7 separate regions of the Mus musculus genome follow, and all the other regions are linked to region 1. Evidence: chromatin contacts called from public HiChIP or PLAC-seq and promoter capture Hi-C data. All regions are on one chromosome and are shown on one strand. The core of a region is the stretch at or near the end of the contact, and the rest is flanking DNA. Distances in the headings are between cores, read along the strand shown.

Evidence for each region. Promoter capture Hi-C pulls out the DNA fragments that hold promoters and counts their contacts. HiChIP or PLAC-seq counts read pairs in DNA pulled down with a chosen protein or histone mark. Capture Hi-C pulls out chosen DNA fragments and counts their contacts.
Region 2: a contact with region 1 is called in an H3K27ac HiChIP or PLAC-seq map of thymic regulatory T cells, with 9 times the contacts expected there. The contact joins the promoter of Zfp300 here to the promoter of Kdm6a in region 1. A contact is called at or near these places in 1 of 39 promoter capture datasets (pre-B cells) and 1 of 115 datasets of contacts at active chromatin or transcription factors (thymic regulatory T cells).
Region 3: a contact with region 1 is called in a promoter capture Hi-C map of pre-B cells, with 2.9 times the contacts expected there. The contact joins the promoter of A230072C01Rik here to the promoter of Kdm6a in region 1. A contact is called at or near these places in 5 of 39 promoter capture datasets (the HPC-7 cell line, erythroid cells, liver and 2 more), 1 of 484 Hi-C or Micro-C datasets (double positive thymocytes), 1 of 115 datasets of contacts at active chromatin or transcription factors (bone marrow-derived dendritic cells) and 1 of 9 other capture datasets (adipose tissue).
Region 4: a contact with region 1 is called in a promoter capture Hi-C map of pre-B cells, with 5 times the contacts expected there. The contact joins the promoter of Syn1 here to the promoter of Kdm6a in region 1. A contact is called at or near these places in 3 of 39 promoter capture datasets (cranial neural crest, pre-B cells and second pharyngeal arch cranial neural crest).
Region 5: a contact with region 1 is called in a promoter capture Hi-C map of pre-B cells. The contact joins the promoter of Usp11 here to the promoter of Kdm6a in region 1. A contact is called at or near these places in 1 of 39 promoter capture datasets (pre-B cells) and 1 of 9 other capture datasets (liver).
Region 6: a promoter capture Hi-C map of adipose tissue shows a contact between it and region 1, with 4 times the contacts expected there. The contact joins the promoter of Uba1 here to the promoter of Kdm6a in region 1. A contact is called at or near these places in 4 of 39 promoter capture datasets (erythroid cells, liver, neutrophils and 1 more) and 2 of 9 other capture datasets (adipose tissue and liver).
Region 7: a promoter capture Hi-C map of pre-B cells shows a contact between it and region 1, with 8 times the contacts expected there. The contact joins the promoter of Ndufb11 here to the promoter of Kdm6a in region 1. A contact is called at or near these places in 7 of 39 promoter capture datasets (the 3T3-L1 cell line, cranial neural crest, hippocampal neurons and 3 more), 1 of 484 Hi-C or Micro-C datasets (cardiomyocytes), 4 of 115 datasets of contacts at active chromatin or transcription factors (astrocytes, large pre-B cells, regulatory T cells and 1 more) and 2 of 9 other capture datasets (adipose tissue and liver).

The regions. Positions count from the first base shown.
Region 1 is chrX:18,161,174-18,163,961 of GRCm38.p6, reverse strand. Kdm6a (lysine (K)-specific demethylase 6A) reads right to left here and starts at 1,387. Exons shown (of 29, transcript NM_001310444.1): 1 at 790-1,387; 2 at 515-578. The coding sequence starts at 956.
Region 2 is chrX:21,087,827-21,090,614 of GRCm38.p6, reverse strand. It overlaps Zfp300 (zinc finger protein 300), which reads left to right and starts at 1,386. Exons shown (of 5, transcript NM_001358840.1): 1 at 1,386-1,609; 2 at 2,035-2,093. The coding sequence starts at 2,079.
Region 3 is chrX:20,960,311-20,963,098 of GRCm38.p6, reverse strand. A230072C01Rik (RIKEN cDNA A230072C01 gene) reads right to left here and starts at 1,423. Exons shown (of 6, transcript NR_027445.1): 1 at 1,387-1,423; 2 at 1,121-1,249; 3 at 442-562. Uxt (ubiquitously expressed prefoldin like chaperone) reads left to right here and starts at 1,121. Exons shown (of 7, transcript NM_013840.3): 1 at 1,121-1,165; 2 at 1,313-1,419. The coding sequence starts at 1,322.
Region 4 is chrX:20,919,540-20,922,327 of GRCm38.p6, reverse strand. Syn1 (synapsin I) reads left to right here and starts at 1,410. Exons shown (of 13, transcript NM_013680.4): 1 at 1,410-1,915. The coding sequence starts at 1,539.
Region 5 is chrX:20,702,453-20,705,240 of GRCm38.p6, reverse strand. It overlaps Usp11 (ubiquitin specific peptidase 11), which reads right to left and starts at 1,332. Exons shown (of 21, transcript NM_145628.4): 1 at 1,122-1,332. The coding sequence starts at 1,273.
Region 6 is chrX:20,661,559-20,664,346 of GRCm38.p6, reverse strand. Uba1 (ubiquitin-like modifier activating enzyme 1) reads right to left here and starts at 1,451. Exons shown (of 26, transcript NM_001136085.2): 1 at 1,222-1,451.
Region 7 is chrX:20,616,284-20,619,071 of GRCm38.p6, reverse strand. It overlaps Ndufb11 (NADH:ubiquinone oxidoreductase subunit B11), which reads left to right and starts at 1,453. Exons shown (of 3, transcript NM_019435.5): 1 at 1,453-2,012. The coding sequence starts at 1,812. It overlaps Rbm10 (RNA binding motif protein 10), which reads right to left and starts at 1,569. Exons shown (of 24, transcript NM_145627.3): 1 at 1,021-1,569.

The DNA of each region.
Region 1 (2,788 bases), core at 138-2,637:
TCAATAACCCCATGCAAACTCTTTACGGACCTAAACTACGTGCAACTTCCCCCTTCAGGGAGCAGAGACAAGAAGCCATCCCGAAATGTTTGACTAAAGCAGGCATCAGGAACAGACTGCCTAAAGAGCCTTAATAACCAGGGAAGATAACGAGCGGGGGATTTAAGGAAATCTACAGCTGTTTACGAACTCATGACCCTCCCTAGGCACCTCAGAGATCATCCGCCTAGCCTCCAAGGGCGGTAAAATCGTAGTCAATTTGGAAGCCCCACATGAGCTTGGCCCCAAAAGCGCCACTGCCTCTGTCCTCTGGCTCCAAGAGAAGTGATCTCTCAAGAGAGCAAGCGAGGTATCAGGGGGTGGAGGGGAGCGCAGTAGCAGGAAATAGTTTTCCGGAAGCCCCTCGGCCGTCTTTCGAGGCCACAATGAGTGGTGACCCGGCCCCGGTGCCCCAGGCGAGCGCGCCTCTGGCTCGAGAGACCGCGTCCGCGCTCCGGCCCGCGGTTTGCCTTACCTTGCCCAGCAGGGCCTTCATCCTGGCGCCATCTTCATGAAACCTCACGAACCCGAAAAGGCGGCTGCGGAGAAAGACACACGCCGCTCGTTAGTGCCCCGGCATCGGCGCCGACCCGTCCGTGCCAAAGCCCGAGGCCCGGGCGTCAGCGGAGCCGAGAGCGCCAAGCCGAGGTGCCCGCCCCACGGCCGCCACAGGCTAGCCGCGCTCCGGCCTCCTCGGAGAGTGGCGCCAGCCTGTCCCGAGCCGCCCGGGCGAGTGCCCGCTCCCCGTACCTGTCCAGTCCGCCGAGCGCCTCCCTCTCCTCCGCTGTCAGGCTGGGGGACGCCTCCTCGCTCTCGCCGCTCGCTTTTCCCGCCGCCATTTTCTTTTCCTCATCACCGAAAGCGGCGGCGGCGGCGGCGGCGGCGGCGGTAGCGAGCGACACTCCGCAGGATTTCATGGAAACGCAGCGAATTCACAACTCCAACGCCGACACCCCCCCTCTCCGGGCCGGAGCCCGCAAGGACGCCTCCAATCTCCGCACAAGACCGGCACACCAACTTTATTTCTGCCTCCTCCTCTGCCGCGAGAGGCGGCAGCGAAAAATCCTAACGCGGTAGAGGTGAAGGCAGAGGCAGCAGAGGCTGTGGAACCACTGGGTCCGGAGCGGCGACGGCTCGGCTGTAGGGTCACATCGCGGGGATGGGAAGGGGGCAGCCACAGGCAGGGTCGGCGGGAATGGCCGGAGCGCGCGAGGAGCGGGAGCTCTGGGGGGGATTCGTAGGAGACACAAACTTCCCCGGCACCAGCACAAAGTTGTTGTAATTGTGTCACACAGCGAACCCCACGCCGCTGCCGTGACCCCCCCCTCACAGCCCGCTCGGCGCAGCCAACCAGAGCAGCCCCTCGCCTCACGTGACCTTTGTTGACTCGCGTCAGTCGTGGCTCCACTTAACTTGCTAGCTGCTTTAGCCCCGCCCACCGAGGCCGCCACAGATCCGAGAGCGGGATGCTCGCCAGTTCTGGTCGGTGGTTGGCTGATAGGCACGTCTGTCCGGAGTAGGGTTGTCACCCAGTGGGAGCAGCCGGTTAGGTTGTGCTACTTAAATACACAGGCAGAGAATGGAGGGGTCCAGGCTGTGTCCCTTCGGGAGCCGTGGTGGGATCGGGGGGGGGAGGGGAGTGCTCAGTCTGGGCGAGGTCCGGCACCGCCTGTAGCGAGCGCCAACGAGAAAGCCTAGGACAGCCTCTGGCTGCCCGGAAGCCCTAGGGTGGGCCAAGACTGTGATTTCGGTGGTCCTGCTAGCGCTCGCGCACTCCGGGAATATCGATCCCGACAGGGCTGGACACCAGCTGAGTCGCGGGGAGGGAACACTCGGCCCCAGACCTCTGCCCTCGGAAGAAGGCGCACTGCTAGAAATAATAGCCTCCACGAGGAGTGCGCCAGAGGAGCAGCAGCCGGCTTCATACCCTGCAGCCTGGGCGCCGCCCTAGACAAGGCCACGCGAAGCCCCATACCCTTTCAAAAGGGGAAGGGGAAAACGTCTCCCGACCCCCGCCCACTCACCCCAGGCAGGGAGGAATGAAGAGTCAGTCGCCTGCAGGGGGTCTGGCGCGCTGGCTCCCGCACCCCACCGCCAAAGGTCTGTCTGTTGGCAGCACTTTCGGGCCAGATATTCCTGCTGCTTGCATATACCCTACGCCCTAGCAGTAATTCGTTATACTATAAAGAAAAAAACAGAAACAGTGAAATTTGTCGAGGGGGATTTCAGAATGTTGGGTTCTGTTGCTGTCATCTCAGTGGGTACTCCATGGAAGAGTAGGAGCTGTATGTGAACTGGCCTTAGAGAAATAGAATCCTCAACACAGCTTCCTGCCAGCCTTTTTCTGCTTCCACTACATAGGAAACCCTTAGCAGTAACATTTGCTTGTTCTGTCCCTCAGGTACAAATAAGTCTGGTGTTTGACCCATAGTATAATCAGGAGATAGACCAAACTTTCCATCGACTATTTTGAAAAGGCAGATATAATGTGATGTATCTCATCACACCTCCAGTCTTTGGGATAGAAAATATTAGTAAATGGACTATATGAAGAAAAGATCCGTTTATAAACCAAGCTTTATATGTTTTATATAAGTTTACACCTGTAATCAATAGGGTATATTTAAATTTAGATTTCAGAATATATAAGTGCTGAGTCAGTAAATCCTAGCTGTGTTCTTCAATGAGAGACTATAAAAGTCCCAACTAATTTTGCAGACAGACAGAGCTTTAAATTGTTGCCTGGAGA
Region 2 (2,788 bases), core at 137-2,636, 2.9 Mb before region 1:
GTAAAAGTTGTCTTTCTTGTTTACAAATAGCTGTGTATTACTGCATTGTCATGTGACTTGATTTATGTGTGAACAAAAAATAAGTAAACTCTTATGTGTCTTTTATTAGTCCACCAATTCCATTGGAGCAGGGTTCACCCTAACAACATTATCTAATTCTAATTACTTTCCAAAGACTACATTCCAAATAATAGTGCATTGGTTTGGGGAGGATACACAAATCCATAGCACTCCCCGTGCCTTTTCCATATTCTGAAATAAGACCCAAGTCATCCATGCTCATGGCTCAAGGATGACTGCTCTATTGATGTGTCTTTATAAAAACCCTAACCCTAACCCTTCTTCCTTGTCTTTAGTATATTTTTCATTAATAAAAAATGTCTCTATTGCAATAGCCATGAAAAAGAATCACTTAGTTGACCCTTACATGTTACGTCGGCTTTCACGTGGTAAAATGATAATGCAGTGTCTGCAGTCTAAAGCTGGATCAGTCTCCTGTTGGTTCCTCCATGACTGTAGAAGACCCTGAGATGGGTTCCATAGGACCCAGAGCCTGGCATAGGCACTTTCCCAAATCTCTCTGCCACATGTTTCCAGGAATGTGGGTATGCGGGGTTGGGGGTGAGGTGTCACAGTCAGGACTTTGTGGACTCTCCTCCTCATCTCTAAGCCACAACAACGTTGCCTGCGTTTTTGTCTCCAATTTTCCTTGCACCTGAGTTTACCAGCGTCACTTTCTTCAGTATCCCTTTCTCTGAGCACAGACTCTTACTGCCCTTAGATTTGCATACGTCAGCATCCTGGTATTTCCCATACAGAGGATCATACCAATCTGAGTCTTCTTCACAGCTAGCCTAAATAAAATATGCCTACCTCTCTAGTGGTATTTCCTTGAAAGAACTACCAACTCCATGATTTCTCCCCGTGTCCATAATGGTGCTGCTCTTTAGAGGAACGCATTGTTCTCTGCTCTGATTCTCTTTTACCCCATATAGTTCCCAGGAAGGGTAGCAGCGTTCCAGATCTTCCCTCACCCAATCCCGTCTCCTCTTGGTATCTCCCTGCCCAGGGGTCGGGGTGGGGATACGGAGCTGGGGTTGTAGCCCTTAGCTCTAAAGGTCGCCCGTCTTAGTGTGCCTCTGTCCAAGTGTTCAAATTCCTCAAAAAAATCTCATCTCCTTTAAACATTGAGGCAGATTTTTTTCTCCGCTGTACGAAACGGCAAAAGTTATAAAGATGTCTGCTCCCTTAAAAACACGGCTTATTGGCGCATCCATTTTTCCTGCCTGCAAATTCAATCCTTGTGGTAATCAAAATATTTTAGGTCCGCTAGCGCTGACAGCTTCAGGAAGGGCTACTGCGCATGCGCAAGTTTAGTGCTCGCAGTAACTAAGGCGGGGAAAAGGACTAAAAAGTGGTTATCTCAGGAAGTTATGACTGATACGGGAAATATAAAAGAGACTTTGCCGGCATAAGAATTCAGATTTTAAGATCGGAGAAGAGAGTGAAGGAGTGCAGAGTTCATTCAGAGCGGAAGTGAGCAGGCTGGCACTCTGCAGGCGGAGTGAGACAGACAAGTGCAAACACACTGCAAACACGAATTTACTCGGTGAGTACTTGGGGAGGGGCTCAAAAATGAGAATTGAAAATGTGGGCGGGAGGCTGCAGGCTGAGTGATGGAGATCCCTTAAATGAGTGATCTGTAGAGGCTTTGATGGAGGCGGGTAGTGAAGTGAATGATGGGAATATTTGGGGTTTGTAATGAGCGTGCAGTAGAGTGATAGGGTCAGTAGTGTAAGTGATGTTGAGCTCTGTGGAGTATTGCAGTTGCCTATGAGGACCCTGATAGAGCTGTGTTGTTGGATAATGAGGATCTGCGAGGGAAAACAAATTCCCTTTCGCATTTTTCTTAGCTATATACCGTGGCCATTTTACCTGCTGGCATTTGTGAATTTCTGGCATGGTGATTTGGTGAACTTTCAGTCTGCGTATCCTTGCCATCTGAAACTCTTTTTTTCTTCTCCCTCTCAACAGTTCTGCCTTTTTAGGCCTTTGGCTTCTCTCCACAACAGTCAGTCATGACTGAGTCCCAGGTAAGTTCTTATTTGCTTCTCCCAGTTATCCTCTGCCCATATTAGGATAGAAGCAATATGGTCTAGTGGTTAAGACTATAGAATCTGCAGCTAAATTGCTCTTAACAGCATTATGAGCTTACCAAAGCTCTCTGTGCCTTAATTTTCTTAACTGTAAAATGGGAATGGTTAAGATAATAACGATAATATCTACCTTGTATGGTGATTGTGAAGGTCAATTGAATTAATATATGTTTAGAACAATGCTTTGATACATATATAATAAACTTTATATGTGAGTATATGAATTATTGCATTATTATTTATTCTATAAGGCCGATACATATAAACACAAACTTTAAGGATATAGAACAAGACCAGCACAAGAGTGTGAGTGTGTCATAGGATTTTATATTTTATGTTAAAATACAGTTAATTTTCTGAGCTTTCTGTAAGCCATAACATAAGAGGAATGAAACATATTCACTTGTATCTCATTATTAAAGAAACAGTAAGCCACTTCCACGGGTGCACAAACTTCCTAGTGTTGGTCAGACAGTCCTCTGATGGGTCCTTCAAGTCCTTATTAGAAAACACAAGGCTAATATTGCTCTGTTGTAACTTAAATTATTTTCCTGTCAACCAAAGGTGTCTTGCTAAAACAAAACTAAAAAGGATGTGACTGTTCAGGAAAGCCAAGCCAAGCCTACAACAAA
Region 3 (2,788 bases), core at 174-2,673, 2.8 Mb before region 1:
CATGCCACCAAGCAGAAATTCATTCAAGATAAATTTCTTAAAATTTGTCTCCATTTAAACATTTTTATGTGCTCTTATTCATTCCCTTTATGGAGGGTGAAAACCAAACAATGTGTGCAACATATATTTTTTTCAAACAGATCCCCACAGGATATACTGCCTTCCTTATAGATTAGTACCATAATCCTTGCTGGTCTATAGGCACTCTTGTGCTTTTAAAATTATTAAATGCTTAAGTGGTCTCAGTGAGTTCTTTTGGTTTTGATTTGGTTTGTTTGTTTTAAAGAGAATATGAAATTGGAGGAAAATGTGGTAGGAGGAGTCTAGGAGGAGTTGGAGGGAAAAGGGAGTGGAGATGATGAAAATATATTGCATACATCTATGAAACTCTCAAAGAATAGAAATGTTTCTAAAAGAAAAAAATAGGGACTATATAGATACCTCAGTAGTTAAGAGCACTGGCCAGTCTTATAGAGGACCCAGGTTCGATTCCCATTACCCACATGGTGCACACAAACTGTTGGTTGCTCCAGTTCCAGGGAATCCCACAACTTCTTCTGGCCTTTGTGGGCAATGCACGCATGTAGTCCATAAACATGCAGACAAAACACATAAAATAGGAAAACAAATGTAAGAGTAAGGAGGGGGGAATACAGAAATGGCTCATCAGTTAAAAACACATAAAACTTGCAGAGAATGTAAACTCCATTATCAGCACCCACATCATGGTAGCTCACAACTGCCTATAAGTTCAGTACCAACGCGCGCGCGCACACACACACACACTTCAAATTACTAATTATAAACACTTAACTCCCTCTCCCTACCTTCCTGTAAGTCCACCCTCCCTCAGAACCCGCCAAATCTCATTGAACGTCACCCAAACCAGTCTCCCGCCAGCTCGCGACGATCCGCCTGCTGGCAGACCGCGGCGTGCCAGGCCCATCTAGATCCATAGGATCCTGCTACCTCCAAGGATTCACTCAGGCCCCGCCTGCAGCCCTTCCCCTAAGTGCATCTTCCCACACGCCGGACCGCCCCTCCCATCGATTTGGTTGGCTCCCTTGCTGGAAATTACATCATCCATCCGCGCCACCCGGAAGCCGCGGCTCATACTAACAGTTATTGCCGGTGGCCCTACGGTAAACGCCGTACTCCTGTACCGGTGAGTGAACGAGTTCCAAAATCGGGTTGGGCAGAAGCAACTCCGTAGCTCGAGCCGAAAGAAGTCATCCCCAACGTTGAGTGGCTGGAGAGAATTTTGTGAAGTTTAAATAGAGCGCTCAACGTGCCCCCCCCTTTACTCCCCCAGGTGCCCGTCATGGCGACGCCCCCGAAACGGCGGGCCTTGGATACGGTGGGGGAGAAAGTGCTGCGGTACGAGACCTTTATCAGTGACGTACTGCAGCGAGACTTGCAGTGAGTGACAACGTGGGAGGCGTGACGTTTGAGAAATTTCACGTGGTGGGTGGGACAGAATGCCGACCAAACTTTCGGATTGGCCGCCCAGACTTCTGGGAATAGGGTTGACTTCTGGGCTGAGATGTGGTTGGAACTTGTCCCTTTAGCAGAGCTCTGACCTTGTTTGTTGGTTTAAAATAGTCATTCCGAACACAGGGTGTTTCTGACTAGGCCATTTAACCAATATTTATGAACAAGTTGTACCTTACTTCACCTTTGTGAACTTTATTCATCTGTGAAATGGAAAAGTTTATTAGGCCTTCTTAACGTGGTGTTTGAGTTTTAAATGTGTCAACTCCGGCACTTGGGAGCCAGAAGCAGGAGGATCTTTGTAAAGCTGAGAACCAGTCTGGGCTACAGACTAACTTTCTCAAAGGGAGAAAAAAATAGAATAAAGCCAGGCTCAAGCTCCATGGTGTGTGCCACTTCTAGTGGAGAGATGGGAAAATTCACTTGTTTAGCCAGGATTACAAGCCAGCCTTGAAAATAGAACAATATTCTATTTTAAAAAAAATCCAGTGTGGTGACACAGGCCTGCAATTGCTGTACTTGGGATAGTGTCAGGAGCAGGATGACCCAGAGTTGAAGGTGATCTTCACCTACATTCGAGGTTGTGTATAGCCTGGGCTTTGAGATTATGTCTCAAAACAAGCAAACTAGGGCCAGCAAGATGGCTTGCCTCCAACCCCATGCCCTAAGTTAGATCTCTGGGACCCACATGGTGGAAGAAAGAAAGACTCCCAAAAACCTGACCTCTGACCTCCAGGTATGTATCATGGCACCCATACATGTACACAAAATAAACACATAAATGCAAGTAAGAACACATTTTAAAAATGCAGATAAACCCCACTATTATTATATTGAGGCTGAGAGGAAAGAATTGTTTGGTGTGTTTACAAATTCAATACTTAGCCTGAGAAACTCAGATATTGTCTTGGGTAATAAAACAAATAACCTAAATAGTTGTTTTAGGAAAGGAATTTGACCCCAGTGCCTGAAATACACTAAAGACTCAACAACTGGATGATTGCTATTGCTGTCATTACTAATCTGAATAGAAAGTTAGGTATTTAGAACTAGGACTGTGTGAGCATGCTAAAAGAGATGGAGAGGTACATTTAGGGTGAAGATGGGACATTTTAATTGGCATAAGTCACTGAATAAAATGTAATATTTATAATTATAATAGGTAACAAGTATATAATGCTTACCATTTGGCTAGCATTTAAAACACTTTGTAGTAAACACTCGATTCTAATGACTCTTATGTGCTACTACGGCCATCTCTGTTTTCTATGTGAAGAAACTTAATCCTAGGTAGGTT
Region 4 (2,788 bases), core at 161-2,660, 2.8 Mb before region 1:
TGGCAGACACAGGCTTGATGCTGGAGCCATAGCTGAGAGCTATATGCTGATCCACAGACAACAGACACAGACAGACAGACAGACAGACAGACAGACAGACTGACTGGCTGGCTGGCTGGCTGGCTGGCTGGCTCTGGGCTTGGCATGGACTTTTGAACCCCCAAAACCCACCCCAGTGACGTGCTTTCTCCAACAAGGCCACACATTCTAATCCTTTTAATCTTTCCAAACAGCACCAGTCCCTGGTGACTAAGCATTCAAATATATGAGCCTTCTTATTCAGACCACCAAAATTACTTTATTTTTCCACATGAAAGTATTATGTGGCTTCCTGTCTGCAAAGAGGAAGACATCCATGAACACTAATGACACTGGGTTTGGGCTATGTCCGGAGCAGAGGAATGAGGCCATGTAGACTAAATATGTGCATGTGGAGGAGGCTGAAAACACATCAGAGCTAGCGCTGCAGGAAATGCTTCTGCATTGCATACCCAGAGTTTCCTTGCTCATCTGGGAGTCTGTGTTTTTCCTAGATGTGTGCACTTGTGTGAGATTCTCTGGGTGTGAGTCAAAGTGTTATCTGAATGTGTAATGTGTGCTCAATATGCTCATGTGTGTTACCCTGAGCTTCTGTGTCTACATATATACCTGGATGCCTGTGTGTTCTGTGATGTACATATATATTCTGTCTTTCCTTCCTTTTCTATTTGTGTTATTCCATGTGTTCTTTCAGATTCTCACCACCAAGGGCAAGGATATGTTAACTACCCAAGTGTCCACCTCCGCCTGTCTGGTGATGTTTACGCCACCCCCGTGCTCTTTTCTTTGCCCGACAGAGTTGTTATAGGAGATGTCTCCCCGGGAACACTGCAGGAAGGAGAATTTCTACATTTATGTTCCCCTCTGAGTGTGCTTCTATCCCCAAAATGCCTTCAAAGGTGAAAATCAACACTGGAAACCCAAGTATCTGGGAAGGGCAAGAGTGTGTAAGTGCAAGTTAGCCTAAGGAATAGGAAGAGGTTGGTAAACAGGGTAGGATCGTGGGAGGGAGTTTCGTTACTACAGGTCCGGACCCTCAGGACAAGAACCCCACCCCCACTCCCCAAATTGCGCATCCCCCGCCCCCATCAGAGGGGGAGGGGAAGAGGTTGCGGCGCGGCGCATGCGCACTGTCGGATTCAGCACCGCGGTCAGAGCCTTCGCCTCCGCTGCCGGCGCGCACCACCACCTCCCCAGCACCAAAGGCTGACTGACGTCACTCACTAGCCCTCCCCAAACTCCCCTTCCTCGCCGCCTTGGTCGCGTCCATGCTGCCGTGAGTCCAGTCGGACCGCACCACGAGAGGTGCAAGATAGGGAGGTGCGGGCGCGACCATACGCTCTGCGGCGGCAGAGCCTCGGCGCTGCCTCAGTCTGCAGCGGGCAGCAGAGGAGTCGCGTCGTGCCAGAGAGCACCGCCGTGCTCCTGAGCCCCTCGCGCTCCGCCCCCGCGGCCCACAGACCCACTGCCCCTTGGATCCCCTGCCCCACGCCGCCACCATGAACTACCTGCGGCGCCGCCTGTCGGACAGCAACTTCATGGCCAATCTGCCGAATGGGTACATGACAGACCTGCAGCGCCCGCAACCGCCCCCGCCGCCTCCCTCGGCCGCCAGCCCTGGGGCCACGCCCGGCTCCGCGACAGCCTCTGCCGAGAGGGCCTCCACAGCTGCTCCAGTGGCTTCTCCAGCAGCCCCTAGTCCTGGGTCCTCGGGGGGCGGCGGCTTCTTCTCGTCGCTGTCTAACGCGGTCAAGCAAACCACAGCAGCCGCAGCCGCCACCTTCAGCGAGCAGGTGGGCGGTGGCTCTGGGGGCGCAGGCCGCGGGGGCGCCGCCGCCAGGGTGCTGCTGGTCATCGACGAACCGCACACCGACTGGTAAGCCGCTGTTGCGCCTCCTCGAGGGCCTGGGTACCCAGATGTTTCTACAGTGAATGAGCTATTATCGAGCGCCACTTGTGCGCCTGATATCTGGCCCCCTCGCCCAGTTCCTTCCTTTTAATGATTTGTGCTCAGCTCTCCCTTTAAGCCCCACTTTTACCTCCCCCAAACTAAAATGGGTACAAGGAGCAATTATCTGTTGCCTCTTCTTATTACTCATTCCCAAAAGCTTTTGGCTTCAATATATGCAGAAAGCTTTCAAGGGCCAAATGTGCCCTACCTCCTCTGTCCAGCTCTTGCCTGGAAGGTCTCATTCCCTAATGAGTCTTGTAAGCATTAGCACCTGCATTATACCTCACTGCAGAGCCCTTCCCTGGAAGTCTTTGGCTCTAAGGACTTCCTTGAGCATGTTTTGAGAGCCTGATTCACGCAGTTACCCTCACCCCTTGCCCAAAGGCCATCTCTCTAATGGATCTTGTGAACGTGTATCCAATTGATGCTATATGTCCCACCCCAGAGCCCTCATCAAAGACCTTTCAAACTTGTCTGTAAGCAGTGATTGAATGTGTCTGTTGTGTATTCCACCTCATTTTCTCATCACAAGCTCTGACTCTAATGGATCCTATGAACCTTGACTGAATGCCAAGTCCAGGTACGTGCTCTGAAGGGACCCATTTTCTCTGAAGGATCTAAGAGGCATTAAATGCTTAACATGTACTATTCCTAAACCTGCCTCAAACAAATCATTTTCCAAGCATGAATTCTGTGAGGGTTTTCAAGCTTTCTATGTGTGACTCATTACCAGTCTCTCCTCAATGACCTTTTCCTATAATGACTCTACAAGACATTTATTGAGTGCTTTCTGAATCT
Region 5 (2,788 bases), core at 83-2,582, 2.5 Mb before region 1:
TATTTTTCCTGTGCTAGATCCAAATGAGGATCACGTGTTGCATAGACTTGTTAAACTGCATTAATTCCTTCAATCTGGAACAGTTCTTCAGCGTATGCCTTTCATGACCTTGCCATTTTTGAAGCATACAAACCATTTCTTTCAGCAGGATGTCCATTTATGTAAAACGTTTTATACTATAATCTTTGTAGGTCTTACGATTTTCACAATTAAAAATGAGCAGCAACTCAAGAGAGAAATAGGAACCCGGGGAGCAGTAAATTTTAAGAGGCATTGATTAGCATTTAAAAAAAAATGGTCTAACAAGACAATTTGTTAAAAGCTGTGGATCCCTTTTAAATAGCCATTTCTGATTACAAAAATATTATCACGTGGAAAAAAAAACTCCCCAAATAATCTTTTGTAAACCACCTGCACTTTCTCCTGTTCTAGGAAGGAGACCTTAACTAGAGGGGTATTAAAAAAATAACAAAAACAACAAAAAAAAATACCGCGTCACAATCTTTGCTCTTTTGCAGGCGCCATTTTCTGCCCCAGGCACTGCCCCTCCTCCACAGTTTGCCCCTCCCCAGCCCTTCGCCTTGTTCCCAGGAGCCAGGCACCCTCCCCATACCACACTATTCCGCCCCTCGGCCCACAGCTATAGGCTATGGAGTTGCTCTTCAGCGGACGCCACCAAGCTCGTCGGGTTCACAGGCGCTTCGAGTACTTGTAGGCCGTTCCTTGCAACCGACGCAACGTTTTGTAACACACGCCACGCCCCCGCGTTAAGTACGGAGCCAGCCTCCTTTCCAGGCTCCAGGTTCCAAGACGCAGTCCCCTCTCACCCCCTCCCCAAACGATGCAGTCCCCTGACTCCCACGGCCATCCCCTTCACGCCCCACCCCTATCACAAACCCCATTTTGTCCTTAGGCGGCTGACTGCCCCACTCGGGCCCCGCCTTTTCCCCCAAACGTTGAGATTCATTCACTTAGCACTTCCACGCCCCCTCTCTCCCGCCGGCCCAAGCCCCTTCCCAGCCTCGCACCGCTTCATCCTCAGAATTTGATTTCTAAGTACCCCGCGATACTAACGCCCCCAAGGTCCCCTTGGCCAAGGCTTCATTGAAGCCCAGCCTCACCAGCTTTCGCCAGCTCGCAGTGGACGCTCTCGCCCATTCCCGATTTGGCGCCACTGTTCATCCAGGTCTGGCATTGCCTCGGGCTGTGTGTCTCGGTCCTCAGCAGAGGCCGGGACGGCAGCTGCAGCTGGGTCCGCTGCGACCGCCGCCATCACCGTCTGTCCTCCTCCAACTGCCGACGCAACTGAAGATAGGAAGACGACCCTCAACTGGCACTTCCGGATTCTGTCCCGGAAACGGAAGCAGAGCCCCCCAACAATCAGGGGGCTACTGCCATCTTGGAAACGTCACCATTTGGCGGAAATTGGGTGGTGGTCTGTGGTCTCTGCAACCAATACCAGGGGTTAACTCTCTTGTTTGGAACTAAGACATTAGTGCCTTGTGGAATTCTCTAACACCAGGTGAAATGGTCCTTTGGTGGAGGCCAGAGGTTTCCAAAATGAGCAAATATGTGTTTAGGGCCTCACAAAGGATGCTTAGGGCAAATAGTTGCCCCTTTAACTGCAAACCCATACTATGAAAGCGGCATTTTTGTTAGCCTAACGTGAATTACCTTTCTCATCCATCAAAACCAAATGTATGGGCTAGAGATATGGCTCAGAGGTTAAGGGCACTCATTGCTCCTGCAGAAGAAAGAGTTCAATTCCCAGAACCCACATGGTGGCTCACAACCATCCATAACACAGGTTCCTGAGGATCAGCGGAAATGGACAAGGTACACATATATGAATACAGGGAAAACATTTATATACATGAAATAAAAGGTTTTTTTCTCAAATAGTTTATCATCTCCTGAGAGCCTGAACTAGGGTGTGGCTCTCTGTGTGATTGTCTGTGTGTCATCTGTCTTTTCTATCTTTGAGACAGGGACTTTGCTAAATTGCCCCAGAATTTCCTCCAACTCTATGAAGCCCAGGCTGGCAATTGATTTGCCTTGATCCTCCTTCCTCAGCTTCCAAAGTGATGGAATACAGGCATGCACTTCAACATTCAGCTTCCTGAACTAGAGTTACCAGACAAATCTGTGTGTTTGTTGGAAGCATAACAAATACTGAGTCTGTCCAGTTTAAGTGACTTGCTGGACTTAAATAGTAGCCTTGGGTAGCAGATAACTGTATTGTTTTTGGCCCATGAGTAACAATGTGGGAAACTGAGAGCCAGAAATGTGAAATCATTTGTCCTCAGCTAGGATGTGCCATAGCACGGCAGACCTAGTTCCAGAGCTGTGTCCTTAAACACCAGGCAGATCCTCAAACTGTGGTCACATGCTATCAGCTCAGGAAACCCTCTCAGGAGGTTTCACAAAATCAAGACTTTCTGCAGTATCTTCACTCTCATTTTCATGCATATATAGTGGAATTATTCAGAGGGTATCTTGGGATAACCAATTCATTGAGTGTCCCCAATCTTTAATATAAAGGAAATCTGATGACAAACATGTATGTGAAAACCATTGAACCGGCCAGGGTTTCTTTTGGTGTTTTTTTGAAAGAGTCTCAATTCTGAACATGAAGCTCAGATTGGCCTTGAACTTATGATGATCCCCCTGCCTTAGCCTCCCAAATGCTAGGAGTACAGGATACAGGTGTACCAGGCTCTATGTCAGACTTCAGCACTACTGCAATTTTTTCTTGTGAGAAGTAGCACTTTAGCTGGGCATGGTGGCT
Region 6 (2,788 bases), core at 202-2,701, 2.5 Mb before region 1:
TAGTCAATTTTGTGACTCCACAGTAAATAGATGAGGTTTTCTACTCCTGTGGAAGATAAATGAGCCTGTTGGGGAAAAAGGTATCTGACAGTGATAGAGGTTCAGGGAAGTCAAAAGCAAATGCTGAGACTCTCTGAATGATGATGGTACTAGAAACCTTTAAAAAAGACGAGGGCAGATTCTGAGGCCTGTTGTTAGATTAAGGAATCTATAAAAAGAGAAGCTAGAATGCTGGTCTGCCTTTGAAGGCAAAAATTGGGTCTAGAATGAGACCATCGGGCAGATGGGGCTACAAATCAAGAGTCTGAAAGAGTAGATGGCGGCAAGAGATCACTAATGGAGAACTGTGTCCAAACAGGTCCTCCCTGGCGTCTAGTCCCATGAGAGACTAAAGGAAATATACTGGGGTTACGATGGCTGATGGAGAAGACAACAATGCTTCAAGAACAATGAGAACGTGAAAAAGGGGGGCGTCCCTAAAAGCAGGGAGAGTCTCTAAAGGCAGGTGCTTAAAAGAATAAGAATGCCAGGTGTCCACGATGGAGGATGCTATGTCAAAGTGGTATTGGGAGATCTCAAATGTAGGAATGGATTTCCCACGGAAAGGCTAGGCAGAGAGCTTTTCACCGGGTTTAATCCAGATGGCAGCTCTAAGGACAGATAGTATCCTGGGGGGAGGGGAGACTGGATGAAAATGCTAGACAAGGCTCTTCATTCGGAAATGAAGGCCACGCGGACCTTTCCTCAAGCCTGGCCCCTCTTAAGCCATGAGAGCAAATACTGAAGGGCTAGGAAGAGTCTCAAGGGAGATTTTGGGGCAGGTCTTCAAATAGCACACAAGTATGGACGGCTTTCATGAGCAGCGACACCGAATTCCGGTGCCTTTATGGAGACTGTGGGGAGTTCTGATAGGAAATGCATGGCTCAGGATCGGATCAAGATACCTGGTAATAGTGCTGAGCCAGAAGTCTCCAGAAGCTGAGATAGGGGTCTGACGTCAAGGTCAGATTTCGAAGCTCAAGGGAATAGGGGTGGTCCCAGACAGACGTGATCCACCCCACCCCAGGATTTGCACACCCCCACACCCGCTTGCCTAGTGACTCTTAATACCCAGGACACGGCAGTGCACTCAGACATTGGGCTGGCAGAGAGCCAGCAGGGACCCTCCCATACCTCCCAGAGCCCTTGCGCTTCGAGCCAGGTGCAGAGAAAAGCTATTACCAATGCCGGTTCCCCGGGTCGTGCCGCCGCCAACTCCTCAAGGAGCCGAAGTCAAGCTCGGCCGCCACCCTCCTCTTTCTCCTCCTCCTCCTGCCGCCTGGGCCAGCTAGGATCACTGTCGCCTTCTCCTTCCCCGACCGCGGTGGTTGTGGTCTTCCCTGCCACCCTCCTTCACCCCAGCAGCCGACACAAGATGGCGGCGGCAGAGCCCAAGGCCGGAACAAAACCCTGAGCCCCACCCCCAGAAACCCGGATGCAAGAGGACCGCGCCCACTCATGAATCATGTATTTTCCCTGCCCAGTTTGGGACTTCTTTAATTAGAAGGAGAACAGCTCCACCAAGTGGCTCTGGAGGCAGTAACTAGAAAAACAGGTAGAGCAAGAGGCTATGAAATATGAATAAAGAATTACTGCATCTAAGCTGTCAAAGAAATCAAGGAAGGACCTCAAGGCCATTCTTCCCGATCGTGAATCACGAAGCAAGGTTATGGGTTTACTAGGACTAGGCAACCAGAAAGTAGATGTTAAAGCATTACAACCACACCCCATGTTCATGAATAATGAATGATCTTGCAGTAGCTGGGAATCAAGGAGACCAAAGCTATATCGTATTCATGAATAATGCACGAGACTCAGTGAGATGGAACAAAAGAGGCAGGCCTGCCTTATTGCTCCATCTAATACCCAGTAAGCAAGAAACAGGGCTACTGCAGGCAGCACTCCTCTGACTCCTAAATACTGAATGAAGCTGTTGGAGCAGCAGCAGCAGCAGCAGCAGCAGCAGCAGCAGCAGCAGCAGCAGCAGCTCAACTTGAAAACAGAGAGGTCAAGAAAGGTTGTGTCCACCAGGTGTGGTGGTGTACACTTTTAATCCCAGCACTCAGTGGGCAGAAGCAGGAGGGTCTGAGTTTGAGGCCTGTCTGTAGAAGGAGTTCCAGGACAATCAGAGCTACACATAGAAACCTTGTCTTAGGGTGGTGGGGTGGGAACACCAAAAGAAAGATTGCGCCCAAGCTGCGCTTATGTGCATGGTGCTGCATGCCTTTAATCTCTGCACTAGGAAGGTAGAAGCAGGAGGTTCATTAGTCTGAGGCAAGCCTGGTTAACAGGAAACCCTGTCTCAAAAAAATGTACTGGGCTGGGGAGATGACTCAGCGGGTAAGAACACTGACTGCTCTTCCGAAGGTCCTGAGTTCAAATCCCAGCAACCACATGGTGGCTCACTGTAATGAGATCTGACGCCCTCTTCTGGTGTGTCTGAAGCCAGCTACACCGTACTTAGATATAATAAATAAATATTTGGGCTGGAGCAAGCGGAGTTGACCAGAGCGAGCAGGAATCCTAAAAATTCAATTCCCAACAACCACATGAAGGCTCACAACCATCTGTACAGCTACAGTGTACTCACATACATAAAATAAATAAATAAACCTTTTTAAAAAGTACCAATCCCATACAGTTCACGAATTATTCATGAGGTTTGATGGGCAGCCCCCACCCAAAGTGGCCCTGCCTAGCAAGTGGGAATTATGAGATAATAGTCAAGGCACTCACCATACTGGATAAC
Region 7 (2,788 bases), core at 204-2,703, 2.5 Mb before region 1:
AGAGTGTCATGACCCAACCAGAGATCAAAATTACCCCTGAATCTTTAGCTGCCACCCATTTGTACAGGAACCAAGTAAAGCTAGGCGGGTATAGTACTTGCCCAACGGTAGGTTGCCACAACACCTTTTCTCTTAAGTACCTATTTTCTCTTCCAACTCAAGGATCAGTTAACTTCCCCCAGATGGGGAAAAGAATCACAGGCAGGAACCCCAGTGGATGAGAACCTGACACAAAATGCTCAATGGCAAAAGAATGAGTCTAATTTTGTTGCATACACAGCACAGAAAAGAAACAAAGTTACAGACAAGCCCCCAAAATAGCCAAGGGCCAGGATCACAGGATACCTATAAGAGACACAATTAAACGGATTTCCCTTTGAATATATAGACCTCACTGTTACAGATACAACTCCCAAAAGAAGAAACGCCGGATATATATATTCTCTGCACCCCCTCCCCAAACTAACTAAGTTGGGGTCGATCAGTAACAAGCCTGCTTCCTGATAAGGATCAGAGGTCAGATACAGACCCCAAGGATAAAAACCATATTCACTTTCTTTCTCCGCGCTTGTCACCCTCATTCCCACCACATAAATGAATAGAGGCCGCAGCCAGAGTATTTCCCCGTGGATAGTTAAGTAACAAGGGCAGTCAGCACAACCCTCCTCTAAGAACACCCCCCGCAAAGTCGCAAACACGCGCGTTTCAAAAGATAAAAAGTTCGGTGGGCAAATACAGTAAGTCACAGTACCCCACTCCCATCTGTCTCTCCCTTCCCCCAACCCGCGTGCACCCATCCCGCGTCCCAATCGCGCACGCGCTTTTGCTTTCATAAGAAAAAAGCTGGGGTGGGGGACCATACCCCCTCTTCAGGTGCAGGCTGTGCAGGCATCCCTCAGCTCTGTGCGAACTCCGAGGGTACAGTCCGTCCCCGCGCCTCTTCTATGCACACCGGCCCTCTCCCCCTCCCACGCGCCCAGCTCCTTTACCTCCGATCCCACGACCCGCAACGGCGCTCACCTTCTCGGCCCGGGCTGTCAAGGGAGGGCTCCCAGGCATCACCTCCGCCCGCCACCACCTCCTTCAGAACTGTTAGTTCAAATGGGAGCCAATGCATGCAACTACCAAGTCCAAGACTGGGAGCAAAAAGGAGGAAAGGGGGAGGGGAGACGCGACCGACGCGTTGCCCTCCCAAGGAAACTCGGTGCCACCTCCTCCTAGCCGGCCACAGTCACCAACACAAAATGGCGACGAGAAGAGAGCCGGCGATCCGACCACCATCCACCTACTAAGGGAGCGCGCTCTGGCCGGCCTTGACGATTGGTTGCCGGTCACCATTGGCTGGCCCTGGCATTCTCTGATTGGCAAGCATATGCTACCTCCCCATTCCCTGTGAGAACGGCCCAGGAGTCCAGAAAAAAGAGTAGCTATTGGCTACCCCTAAGAGGCCCGCTCTTTAGAAGCTTGCTGTCCTTTGAAGTTGAAAGACAACTAGAAGCTCCACCTCTTTCCCTACAGGGCCATCTAGATGTCACCGCTTTCTTCTTACGAAGAAAATGAACAGACCTCTCAAAAACAACTCTCTCCCAGACTAACAGAAATGATAACGTTGATTCGGTAGCGACACGGCGTGGGAGGCAAAATAGAGTCCGCACCTCGCCGAACTCGTAAACAAACTTAGGCCGGGGATCTATTTAGCAAGGTAAGGGCGGAGCGACAAAAATCGCGCTGGGATCAACCGCAGCTGCGCACATTGTATTTCCGTCTCCCTCCCCCCCCCCGCCCCCCAGGACTCCGCAGTACAAGCTGTCATGGCGGCCCGACTGTTAAGCTTGTATGGTCGCTGCCTGTCAGCAGCGGGGGCGATGAGAGGGCTCCCGGCTGCTCGCGTTCGCTGGGAGTCCTCCAGGGCTGTAATCGCCCCATCCGGTGTGGAGAAAAAGCGGCAACGAGAACCGACCATGCAGTGGCAGGAGGACCCAGAACCCGAGGACGAAAACGTCTACGCGAAGGTGAGAGGGAGGGGGGAAAACGGGACGCTGTAGGGGCCAATCTGGACCAGGGAAACCAGTGTCAAAGCGGACATTCTCCGGCCCGAGATTTGAGCAGTGGACAAAATCTTCGAATATTCAGAAATTTTGCCTAGCTTGTTTTTCTCTTTCGTTGCCTTATTTGCAGTCAGAAATCACACTGAAAGAGGGCAGCACCCAAAGCATGTTAGAAACTTTATAATTAGGGTAATACTAAACTCTAAGGTAACACGTGCATAATGCCAGGCTGTGCTAGACACTTTGTATCTATTTACTCATCTCAATTCTAAAGTAGCGTGATTTTGAAGTAGGCACTATAACTGTTACTGAAGTAGGCACTGTAACTGTTACAGTGACATAGATGAGGATACTAAAACACAAGTTGCTAGCCCAAGATCACAGCTTGAGTAGGTCATGGAGCTGATTATTTGCATTCAGGACTGAATTCCTGTGCTTTATGGAGAGCAGAGATTCTGGAGTCAGACATCTTGGGTTGAAAATTATTCACTTGTATGACCTTGGACAAGTAATTTAATCTCTTGGTGCCTCGGTTTCTTTGTAAAGTGAGAAAAGTACTAGGAAAGCTAAGAAAAACACACCTGCTTCATATGAGTCAGAATGGTCACTGCAGCTCTTACCACTTACTTCAGAAGTACTCCAAATTAGAAGGTGTTTATTATTGCCATTTCCACTCTACTGAGGATATTGTGAGGTTTGTGTTTTTGAAAAGGCCTAGTATATTCAACATTAACATCTGA